2 separate regions of the Zea mays genome follow, and region 2 is linked to region 1. A link is a contact called in public Hi-C data. All regions are on one chromosome and are shown on one strand. Each heading gives the region's core, a stretch centred on a gene start, on an enhancer-like site or on the middle of the called end of the contact. The rest is flanking DNA. Distances are from core to core; before and after follow the strand shown. Region 1 holds the start of LOC100278502 (putative MATE efflux family protein). Region 2 holds the start of LOC100282858 (plant-specific domain TIGR01589 family protein).

The links. A called contact is a pair of places that touch in the nucleus more often than the background predicts.
Region 2: a Hi-C map of leaf shows a contact between it and region 1, with 2.6 times the contacts expected there. The contact joins the promoter of LOC100282858 here to the promoter of LOC100278502 in region 1. A contact is called at or near these places in 5 of 25 Hi-C or Micro-C datasets (bundle sheath, ear, endosperm and 2 more).

What each region holds. Positions count from the first base shown.
Region 1 is chr6:95,489,662-95,495,141 of Zm-B73-REFERENCE-NAM-5.0, reverse strand. It overlaps LOC100278502 (putative MATE efflux family protein), which reads right to left and starts at 2,260. Exons shown (of 8, transcript NM_001349988.1): 1 at 1,893-2,260; 2 at 1,039-1,589; 3 at 803-889; 4 at 521-577; 5 at 174-412. The coding sequence starts at 2,153.
Region 2 is chr6:95,632,594-95,638,073 of Zm-B73-REFERENCE-NAM-5.0, reverse strand. LOC100282858 (plant-specific domain TIGR01589 family protein) reads right to left here and starts at 2,007. Exons shown (of 6, transcript NM_001412200.1): 1 at 1,727-2,007; 2 at 1,494-1,636; 3 at 911-1,016; 4 at 1-19. The coding sequence starts at 1,520.

The DNA of each region.
Region 1 (5,480 bases), core at 1,011-3,510:
AGGCAGGCAAACAAGCACCAAGGCCAACTGACCAAGTGATCAAACAAATAAAACTAAGCAACTTTACAATAATGACATTCAGATTACAGTATCTGTATATGGATTTATAAACAGGAAGCAGAAGCACAATGTGATGCAAATGCTGCATACTAGACAATGCAATTATCCCAAACCTGATAGTGTGCATTGTATTCCATCCATGAAGTCAGAAGTAGCAAGAATTGGCATCATAATCGATACATGCTTCACGACCTCTTCCTCATTGCTGTACAAATAACCCCAGACATCTCGCACTAATACTGTGATGACAGCGAAAAAAAGACCCTCAGCTAGGCACATGATCCCTGAAACATAAACTGATAGGCGTGCTGCATGTGGGTTCCCAGCACCTAGTTCATTGGACACTCTAATACTGCAAAGAAACAAGAACCATGGACCAAAAGTAGTTAAGCGCAAGTCTCTTTTATCACAAAAACCCAGAATGAGAAGGAGGGGCACTATGAATTTATGCTCCTCTGACCTTATTGCACTGCTTAGGCCACTTGGAATTGTATAGACCATCCACATTGTGTTTAGGCTTCAAAAGAGTCAAAGTTACTTCACATCAAACACTTGAAACATCATTACTAGTGCATGGTTGATGAACAAGACACAACTATCTCAAGACATGAGGAAGAAAATTAATGCAACTGCACAGTGATCAGCCATGTTACAGAACAACATCAGATCGAAAAGATTGATCAGTTTAATAGAACTTACGATTACTGAAAGGTAGGAGGCAATCCATGTTTCGTTTGCTTACCTGACTGACAAAATTGAAGTTTCCAGTTTTGGATCTGGAAGAAATCCCGCTAGGAGAACCACCATCTCAAATGCCCAATACTCCAAGCTGAGCTATCTTGCACGCCAAATTACCAGTTCCATGCAGAAAGAAGATAAAGGTACACATTATTTCTTTGCTAAACCATAAAGTTAACATCCAAGACTTGTCGAAATACAAGTTTTATACATGGTGATGGTGCCCCATATCAGGCTTACCAGGTCATAAATGTAGATGGGATTGCTAGCTTTAGATACACTTTGGCATCCTTCAATTTTAGTGCCTCCCCTGACCATCCATGCCAACTTCTTCTGCCAGCTTCAGAGAATTTCACATACACAGCTAGCAGTGCCACATTGAACCAGTAAGATACTGAGGTTGCCAGAGCAGCGCCTTTGTGGCCAAGGCCGAAACTTTGAACCAGCAACCAGCATAGCATAACATGAAGTAGCAAGGTAAGTCCAGAGCAAGCTACCAATATGTGGACAATGTTTTGGGCCTGCAGGAACCTGGTAAGGCACTGAAGCAAACCATACGCGAACAGGCCAGGAATCAACCACTGAGCGTACAATCCAGCTTCGAATGATATCTCAGGGTTTTGACCAAGAGCGATAAGGATTTGACCAGTGAAGGCCAAAACAAAGGCCAGAGGAAGACCCGTGAACATAAGAACAATTATCGCCCTTTGCGTGTGTGTCCCCAGCATGTCATATTGTCTTGCTCCGTATGATTGTCCACAGAACGTATCCAACGCGCTTCCCATGCCCAGCTTGACACGGAAAAAGGAGCACGAGTTCCAAATTAATTTACTTGGTAGCACAACGCAGTATAGCATAACTGGACACTGGGCAATAAGTCAAAACTCATACACCTCCTCTTAATTGGAGTAACGCGAAGGCATTCAAAAAATTCGTACTGATTTTTGGATATAAATTTCTTAAACAACCAGCTCCTAGAGCGTACTTGTTCCGATCCGCATTCCCCCTCTGCTCTCAAGAGCACTAGTACAATATCGAGGTGCACAAACGGCTGAGCGAAGCGAGGTTACCAGTTATCACTGAACTGCACGTACCAGGACGCTGAATCCGGTGACGTTGGCGAAGGACGCGGCAACGGAGGCGCCGGAGAGGGAGAGCTCCCCTAGGTGCCCGGCGAACATGACGGAGACCACTTGCAGGCAGTACTGCAGCAGGCTGCACGCCACCAGCGGCGCCGCGAGCCCCACCTGCCTTGTCACCTCCGCCGACACCGCGGGGCGTGGAGCGGAGCGGGGCAAGAGGAGAGGCGAGGACGCCTCCGCCGCCCCATCGACATCGACGCTAGCGCCACCCATTTCGTTTCGCGATGTCCCCGCGGGCTTGGAGGTCGGAATCGGAACCGACGGGTTTGGGTTGACTAGCGAGGGAAGGCAGTTTTCATGCGTCTGATTGGCTGCGCAGTGGCAACGTGGCACGAAACACGCTAGCATTTGAAAGGAAGGGGAATCTATGGGCCGAGCCAGACGTTTGAAAGGCCCAAAGAATGATCCCGGGCTTCGGCCTGAAAAGATGGTGCATGAGTAGATGGACTGAAATCTGCCAAGGTCTGTTTATAGGAATGTTTAATTGTAAAAGTTTTTAACCTTCGTCTTGAAAAGAAATTTGGTTCGTGTTTTTTTATTGTGGTCCCTAGAAGACTAGTACATATGTATAGTAAATTGCAAAAGAAGAAGTTATAAGCGACGTGAAATCTATCAGAGTTTTGCGTTCAAGAAAAGGAAATCGATCAGGGGTGTGAAAAAGCAGTAACTAGCACTCGATCACATAGGTAAAGTAGAAGTAGAACGTAGAAGGCATCCAACGATGTTCCATTTTTTTTTATTTTAGATCAAGGATGAAAATCCCGCCTCGGCAATCATGTTTTGATAGCTTACAACAGGACGACCATACGTCATTTAATACAAGGTCTGAAATCGTGAGAGGAAACAGCAATAAAAGCTAAAGAAACCGTAGTAACGTGCCACGTCAGATCCATCGCCCATCTGGAAGGAACCAGATATACAGTCACGCGCTGCTAACCGCGGCGACCGTTAACCGACGGAGCCGGGTGGGTGATTAGCACAGCAGCAGCTTCGGTTCTCGCTGTCAAAGACCGTTGAGACTCTGGAGAGCGAATGTTTTCTGTCTGCAAATGCTCCGACTCCGATTCATCCTTGTAAATTGAACGAACGAACGCTCCCATGACGACGACGCGGTAGGCCGGCCGGTCGCAGGCAGCAGGATCCAAGCAACTATCCAAGTCACCCAACGTGAGCATGGCTGGAGCATGTTAGCAACCTAGTACCAGCTGAGCCAACTGAAACCGAAGAAGTGCGCTATGAAGACAAGGACGAGAGTACTCGTGGGCAAATAAGGCCTTGTTCGTTTCTGTCGGATTGTACCCGAAATCGTTTCAGCTAATCAAAGTTTATATAAATTAGAGAAACAATCCGGTTAGTAATCGTTCTGACCCATCAATTCGGCACAAACGAACAAGGCCTAAGGGAAGGCAGAACCAGAAAGAGGAATATGCGGCTTTCAGGTCCATAATGGACGACGTAAGGAGGTCGAGGCAGTGGACGACATCGGGTGCGGCAGTTTGGCGTGAGTTGTGTCCTTTGTGGCAAGTCAATCTACCGGGGAGAAGGACGGTATCAAACTTGTAACTGAATTCTATTTCAAGAATCTACACTATAGAGCTTCTGTGTACTAGTGGAGATGGATGCCAACACGAAGTTGATTCTTGATGAGTTGGAGAAGCGGTTCTCGGCTATGGATCTCGAGTGGGAGAAGCGTTTTCTCGGCGTTCGCCGACGCCAAGGAGGAACGCCTTAGAGCGGTCGAGGTGGTTGTCGAAAGCTTGGAAGGCATGGCGCGTCAAGATGGACACCGCATTGGAGGACGTCAAGTTGGACTTGAGGAAAATCAACAAGAAGTGGGATCGCGCCGCCATGGATGCTTCTGCTGAGCCAAGGTTGTTGCAGAAACTGGGAGCAACCATGGGTCAGACACTCCTCGGGCCCAGCGGCGGACCGGAGGTTTTAGGGGCCCAGGGTAAATTTAAAATAGAGGCTCATCAAACTATTATCATATAAATGGTACCAATATATAAACTCAAGACACATCTAAAAATATTCATATCAAGCAACAAATAAATAAAAAGATACATATTATAGTATTATCTTAAAAGTAATTTTAACATGTTTAAATACGACCGGGTTGTGAACGCTTCGTGGCTGCTAATTATTGGACATTTCACTATTAAGCTATTATGTCTGATAGTCTAATTACTTAATGTATAACTAAGTTCGGGGCCTATATAATTGGGGACCCGGGCCGACGGCCCCTTCGCCCCACCCTCAGGGCCGCCACTGCTCGGGCCTTACGTAACTAGGCACAAATATATATTTGATGCTGAAAATAATAACACACTAAAACCGAGACTGTCACGTTGTCTCACTACACCGCTATCATCATCGAGCATACAAATCCACTCACAACAGTGCAATAACACCCAAGTATATAATACTAGCATATTGCACAAAATTAAACAATAAATAAAGTGAGGCAACAGGTAAATCACAACACGTAGATTGTCTACATGGAAGACCAGCTCAGCGAACACGAAGTTCTGTCCCAGAAAACCAATTGCACCGCTCACGTCCGAGCCTGCACAACGGGAGGTTGACAGAGATACTAGAGCCGCTGTTGAGGCCATGGGAGACGTCCACAGCACCAGCCCGACGCCTGAGGAGATGAACACCACGCAGCAGGGAGCCCAAACACCAGACCACGGTGGACAATAATCAGACGAACACAGCACCACACAAGTGCACAAGTGAAGCAATGGAGCAGGGGAGAACCGCACTGCACACGAGCAACACCACCTCCATCTTCTTACAATCACCACCAGCGAGATGAACACAAGAACGCCAGGGATCGAATGGATCAATGAGATTGGAACAGCGAGCAGGAGAGAGGAGCAGAGAACGCGTGTTTCCAGGGGATTTTCCGTCCATGCTTTAAGGAGCCAAGAAGGAGAGAGGAGGCAAACTTGATTTACGAGAATCTCGGACGAACGAGCCATAGAGCTCGACCTCCGTTAAACCCGCCGCTGCCCTCTGCGTCGTTCTCTGGATGAGAACAACACCGAGGTGCCCTAGCTGCTTTTTCAGCCGGGCTGCTCGGCCTTTGGGCCTTGAAGTCGCCTAGTTCGACTGGCCACATAATTTTTTTAATTCATTTCTTCATTTCCAATATGAAAATAAAAGGGAAAACCTCCAAAATGAACAACACTTTGTTGATCCTGAGTCTTGGTTACGGGTACCCTCGGTGGCTTGTTGGTTCCAGGCAGTTCAACGTCAACATCCTGACCTGCAGTGGCCGATGTTTTGTCAGTCATTACTTGAGCGTTTTGGCAAGAATCAGCACCAGGTGTTGTTACACCAACTGTTCAGAATCAGGAAAACCAGTTCAATGTCTGATTATATAGCTCGGTTTTCAACTCTTATGCACCAGCTATCTGCATGTGGCGATGTATCTGATCCTTTGTACTTCACTACTCGGTTCATGGATGGCCTACGAGATGAGGTTCGTGGCGTTGTTATTATGCAGCGACCAGGGGATTTGGACACAACATGCTC
Region 2 (5,480 bases), core at 758-3,257, 140 kb before region 1:
TGCTCAAGTTGTTGCCAAACTGAAAAGGACAGAGAGAGAAAAAAGTGCCAATTAGCCTGCAACCATAAGGGATTTCTATAACACAAAAAAAACTACAGAATGCAAGGCTGTAGGTGAGCCATTTTGAGAGAATCAGTGAAACTTCATAAGCTATTTTTTCACTGCCATACTTTTTGTTGGCGTCTTTGTGGAGAGCAGAAGCGCAGATTCAATTTCAATATGATAAACTGCAAAATAAATTTTCCAAAAAAGGGGATGTGGAACTAGAACTTAGTGAGCCAGCTTATCTAGTTTGTCATTAAGGTAGGACGTTGGGTCCAAACATTTTTTACACATGATAGCGCTTTTCATTATCCTAGACTCCTAGTATATGAGAATATTAGAAGGAACCAATTAAGATTTCTAGAATACATGTTTGCCACTGAATAAGTAGATTTTGGGGAAACATACAGAAATAGGATGAGATTGTGTGAAATTAATAGATTGATTGATTGATAGACCTAGTGTACATATATAGGGTTGAGGAGATCGTGTGGCTTATGAAAAGCACACCAATCAGATCTCGAATCTCTCTAACCAAATAAAAACAGAGCCGACCGGCGATTAATGCTTGGCGCAGGACCCACACACGCAAGCCATATTTGGTTGTCGAACACATAAGACAACACAATTGATACACGGGCAAAGAGAATTGTTTACTTCAAACATTGTACGGAGACTAAAAAGGCTCAGTTATTGTTGTAAAGCATTATATCTGCATTGCATCATAGTACAGAATCACAGATGTAACATTGGACCAATGGTAGAATAAGATCTGTATATGAATTAACTTCGGACCGACTTGCAAGCAAGAGGAATGAGTCGTCTGGCTGGACGAGAGGAAGAGGAGAGAACGAACAGTGAGCGTTACCAAGTTCAGTGATACAAGGCTCTATCCTGGAGTGGTGGGAGAGGGCATCAACCACTTCTTTCTTGTTCATGTACATCTGAAGGCAGCGCTCTATAAGATTCTGGACCTGTGCAACAGGAATTAGCAGGCGGAGTCAGATGAGCCATCTTATCAATCCATCAAAATAAGCATCCACAAACTCTTTTAGGTACAATTCGCTCCATACTGAGGAAAAAGTTGGCAGAATACAGGATTCGCTGAAACCCTAGGTTAGCAAATCTTACCAATCCATCAAAATAAGCATACACAAACTCTTCTAGATGTCTGTCTAGACCCTTGGTGTTCCACCCAAACCCTAGGTTAGCAATTTGAACATGGGGCCCGAAAGCAGCATGTTCCTTGACGCGGAGTCGGTACGGTACCAGCAGGCAGCAGCAAGGCCCCGGAGCAAAGCAAAACCGCAAGGAGCAGCGACAATTAAATCCGCGCGAAGCGACAATTAAAGCTGGTAGGTAGGCGAGGGAGCCCGCGCGGGGTAGACTGGGAATGGATGCAGCGGCAAAGGCGACGGAGTAGAAGTAGAGGCGAGAGTAGCGAGACCGGCCTTGTGGAGTACTTCCTCGCTAGCCATGGCGGACGCGCCCGCCGCCTTCCTCTTCGCCCCTCTCTCGCTGCCCTAGCCGCGGGGTGCCACTGCCACCTCCTCTCCTCGTTCCCGGGCAAAGGCTCCTCCACCCGCCCTAGCTCCTGCAGCAGCAGTAGAGACGGGAACGAGCGAGACAAATTAGCCCCCGCGGAGGGAGGCCGAGGGATTCAACCGGGCGGGCCGTGCCGTACCTGCCCTGCTTCGACGGGAATCCCAGCCTGCCTGCCTGCCTGCTCCGTGAGGAGGGGAGCTACAGGCGGGTGGGCGGGCAGCAGCTCGGGCTGTGTGGATGTGAGGCGAGCTCTGTGCGATCAATCAACCAATCCACTTCCACTGGGAAGGGAAGGGAGCGAGCGAGGTGGGCTGGGAAAAAAAGAAAAAAGGAAGGAAAAGGAGGAGGAAAGAGCTGCGAGCGAGGTGGTGGACTGGTAGTGGAGAGCGAGAGGCGCTCCCGGCCCCACCCACTGTTCCTGTCGCAGGCCGCCGCTCTGGAATCCGGTTATCCGGGGCTCAGGGAAATATTTGATACACCCCGCACCCAGCACCACCACTGAATCTTTCTCCTTTATTTTCTTTTCTTCTCTTTTGTTTCCTGATTCACATTGTTTCACTGCTTGTTTGTGCCACACAGTTGGGTATCCATGCGCTGTCTGTCTTTTCATTTCAGGCCATTTACTGGTGGTTTATCATGTCACTGTACCAGCCCAGCTCAGAGTCCTAAACCCAACTTCAGTTTACCAAGTAACTAACAGGAACAGAGTGTGTTTTCGTCTTTGTATAACAGCTATTAGTGTCACTGCATGATTGGATGGATGGCAACTGGTGGTAGGTAGGTGTGTGATGGTGGTGGTGGTGGGGAGCACAAATAAAATAAAATATACAAAGACGCACCACCATCAGCATCATCGTATATCTATACTGCATGCTTAAGTTTATCTCCAACAGCATCACTGCCCTAACACATATTTGACTCCTTGTTTCAAACTACACTCTGTTTACACATTTGCACCACCCGGTTTGGCCTTTTCCGCTTTCAGGAAACTGCACTGCACAGTTGCACTTCGCATCCACGTAAGTACAGTACAGGGAGGAGGGGCACCATCCTGTTGCTGCCAAGTGCAGAGACATTCGACGGGCCCCAGATTGTGAGAGCAAGCAGTGTCCGAAAAGACGATAGGAAAGACGAATGAGACCAGCCTGCCTGCACAGACAACATGTGCCTTGCCCAAGATTCAGATCTGGAGCAAGGAGAGCTTGTGCCCCAGACCTAGTACGCTGGCAGCATGGCCTTTCCTCCTGCGATGCGTAGGTTGCCAGTACCAGCTCAAACTTTGTGAACCAACCAACCAAGCAGTATGTGGTTGAATTGGAACTCGATTGTTTTCACCAGAAATTGTTATCATGTTCAAGTTGTGAAGCTTCGATAATCACATATTGATGAGTACTAAACACAACAATTCCCCGATCCACCTAAAGAGATTCTACTTTGGTATTTCCTATCTCCCATCCGTTCAGACCATCAGTTGTATATTAAACATTGTGAACCAACCAACCAGCCAGCCAACTACGGAATTGAACAATCCATACCGTTCTTTAACCTCGGCTGCTAGATTATTCCGTGGCCGATCTCGACCGAGCTGCGACCGCTGATCTCCTTCACCCGTTGCCCACTTGCCATGCCTTTAATCCTCGAGACATTCTCGCCGTCCCCAATCTCGTAGAAGTATCTCGACACCTGCAAGCTGGTGGCCGCGTCCTCTCGTCCCATGTCTACCAGCGTATCTGCCGCTCTCCTTCCCAGCGCGTCTTCGCCATGTGCCTTGCAACTCTGGACGAGCGAGCTCCACGCCTTGGTGTAGTGCCGCAGCGGCGAGTGCTGCTCCATCATCACCTTCATCGCCTCCTCCACAAACCCGTCTCGGCCGAGAAGGTTAACCATGCAGGCCAAGTGCCTCTCGTCAGGGCCCAGCTCGCGGGTCGCTCTCATAAACTCAAACACCAGCCTGCCTTCCTCAATCAGTCCTGCCTGATCACATCCAGTGATCGCGCACAGGAAGGTGACGTCATCAGGTTTGAGCCCCCTACAAACCATCTCCCTGAGCAGCTCCACTCCTTTTGCGCCATCTCCGTGTCGCGCGCACGCAGATATCATCGAAGTGAAGCAGACGACGTTTGGGCTCCGCAGGCTTTCGAACACCGAGCGGGAGCTGTGCACCTGACCGGCTCGAGCGTATGCGCTGATCAAGGAGGAGCACACAACCATGTCCGCTTCGAAGCCCAGCTTGAAGACCCAGGAATGCAGCATCTGGCAGCTGATTAGACTCGGCGAAGCTGACAAAGATATGGCCTTCATGGTCGCAGATAGCGTCACGTTGTCAGGCATAACTCCCTCGACAACCATACAGTACAAGACCTCCAGCGCGGAGTGGAAAACCTTGCAGCCAATTGATGACGTGATCATTGCATTATAGCACTCCAGTGCAAGGCTTGGGGTTTCGTTGAAGATTGCCAAGCAACAATCAAAATGGCAGCAGTTCCCATACATGCTAATGAGTGCAGTCTGGACGTGCGCGCTGCTCCAGCTGAACCCGAGCTTAAGAGCGATACCGTGCATCTGAACCCCAACTTGGAGGTGTCCGGTCTGACCAGATAAGGCGAAGAGCCCAACAAAGGAGCGGACTGAGGGCGTCTTGCCGTGCCAAAGCATCTGCCTCAAGTAACCAGTTGCTTCCTTCGTACGCCCTTTGCTCGCGCAGACAGAGACGATGGAGTTCCACGAGATGACGTCCTCAGAAGGGATGTCATCGAGAGAACTCTTAGCGTCCACCAAGTCTCCGGTTGCTGCGTAGAGATCCACAAGCGAGTTCGACAGGAAAATGTTCGACGGAACCCACCCTGCCTTGAGAACCACTCCGTGCAGCTGCCTGCCTTGTTCCAGCCAGTCCTCATCTTGGTAGCATGCTTTCATCGCGTAGCAGTAGGAAAGGCCATTCAACTCCAGACCACGCCGTCTCATGTCTAGCAAAGATCGGAAGAGGTCCTCGGCCAACTTCAGGTTGCACAAGCCACCCAGAACAGCGTTGGACATGGCTGTGCTCTGCAATGGCATCTCGTCATACAGCAGGAGGGCAGCACAAGGTGTTTCAACGCGCATATACAGGTTGACCAACGCAGACATGACGAACGGGTTGGAGCGCAGGCCCAATGCCAGTACCCGGCCATGCAGTTGCAGCCCCTCGCAGCTGTTGCACGCACCGAGAACTGCAGAGAAGGTGTGAGGGGTCTCTCTCAGGCCTGAAGCAACCATCCACTTGTAAACTACAAGTGCTCGGTTGCTGGTACCATCTCGAATGAAACCAGTGATCATGCGGTTCAAAGAAATGACGTCCCACGCTGCCATCACCACAAATAGCCTCACTGAACACTGATGGATCCAGCGGAGACAGAGGTGATACTTGGGGAATTCCCCGCTGGCACGTGCAACTTGCAGGGTGAGGTCACCAACTCACCATGCAAATTTGTGGGATTGTCAAGTTGGTGCAGAGGGAAGGGTCCAAGCAGCAGGCATCTCTCCAATTTCCATCAGACTGCAGTGAGCTACCCATTGCAGAGAAACCGTGGAGACTGTCTTGTGAAGCGGAGTCTCATCTCAACCTGGTCCAAAACAGTTTGCTTAGGGTCACTGAATCAAAATCAGATGAGCGAGTGTACAGGAACTTCAGAACAGTATGCTTGGGTCATAAAAACATAAATCAAAACTAGAATATGGCTATCTAAGCACCACTTGTTAATGTCATATAGGTAAATAGTAGAATTTGGTACAGCTCATGTTCTCTAATGAAGATTTGAACAACAGATTGTAACCGGCATTTGTCACTAAGAACCATGATATACATGCAAATTTAGCATACAAAATTTCTCCACCGATGCCAGAAGGCCATACTT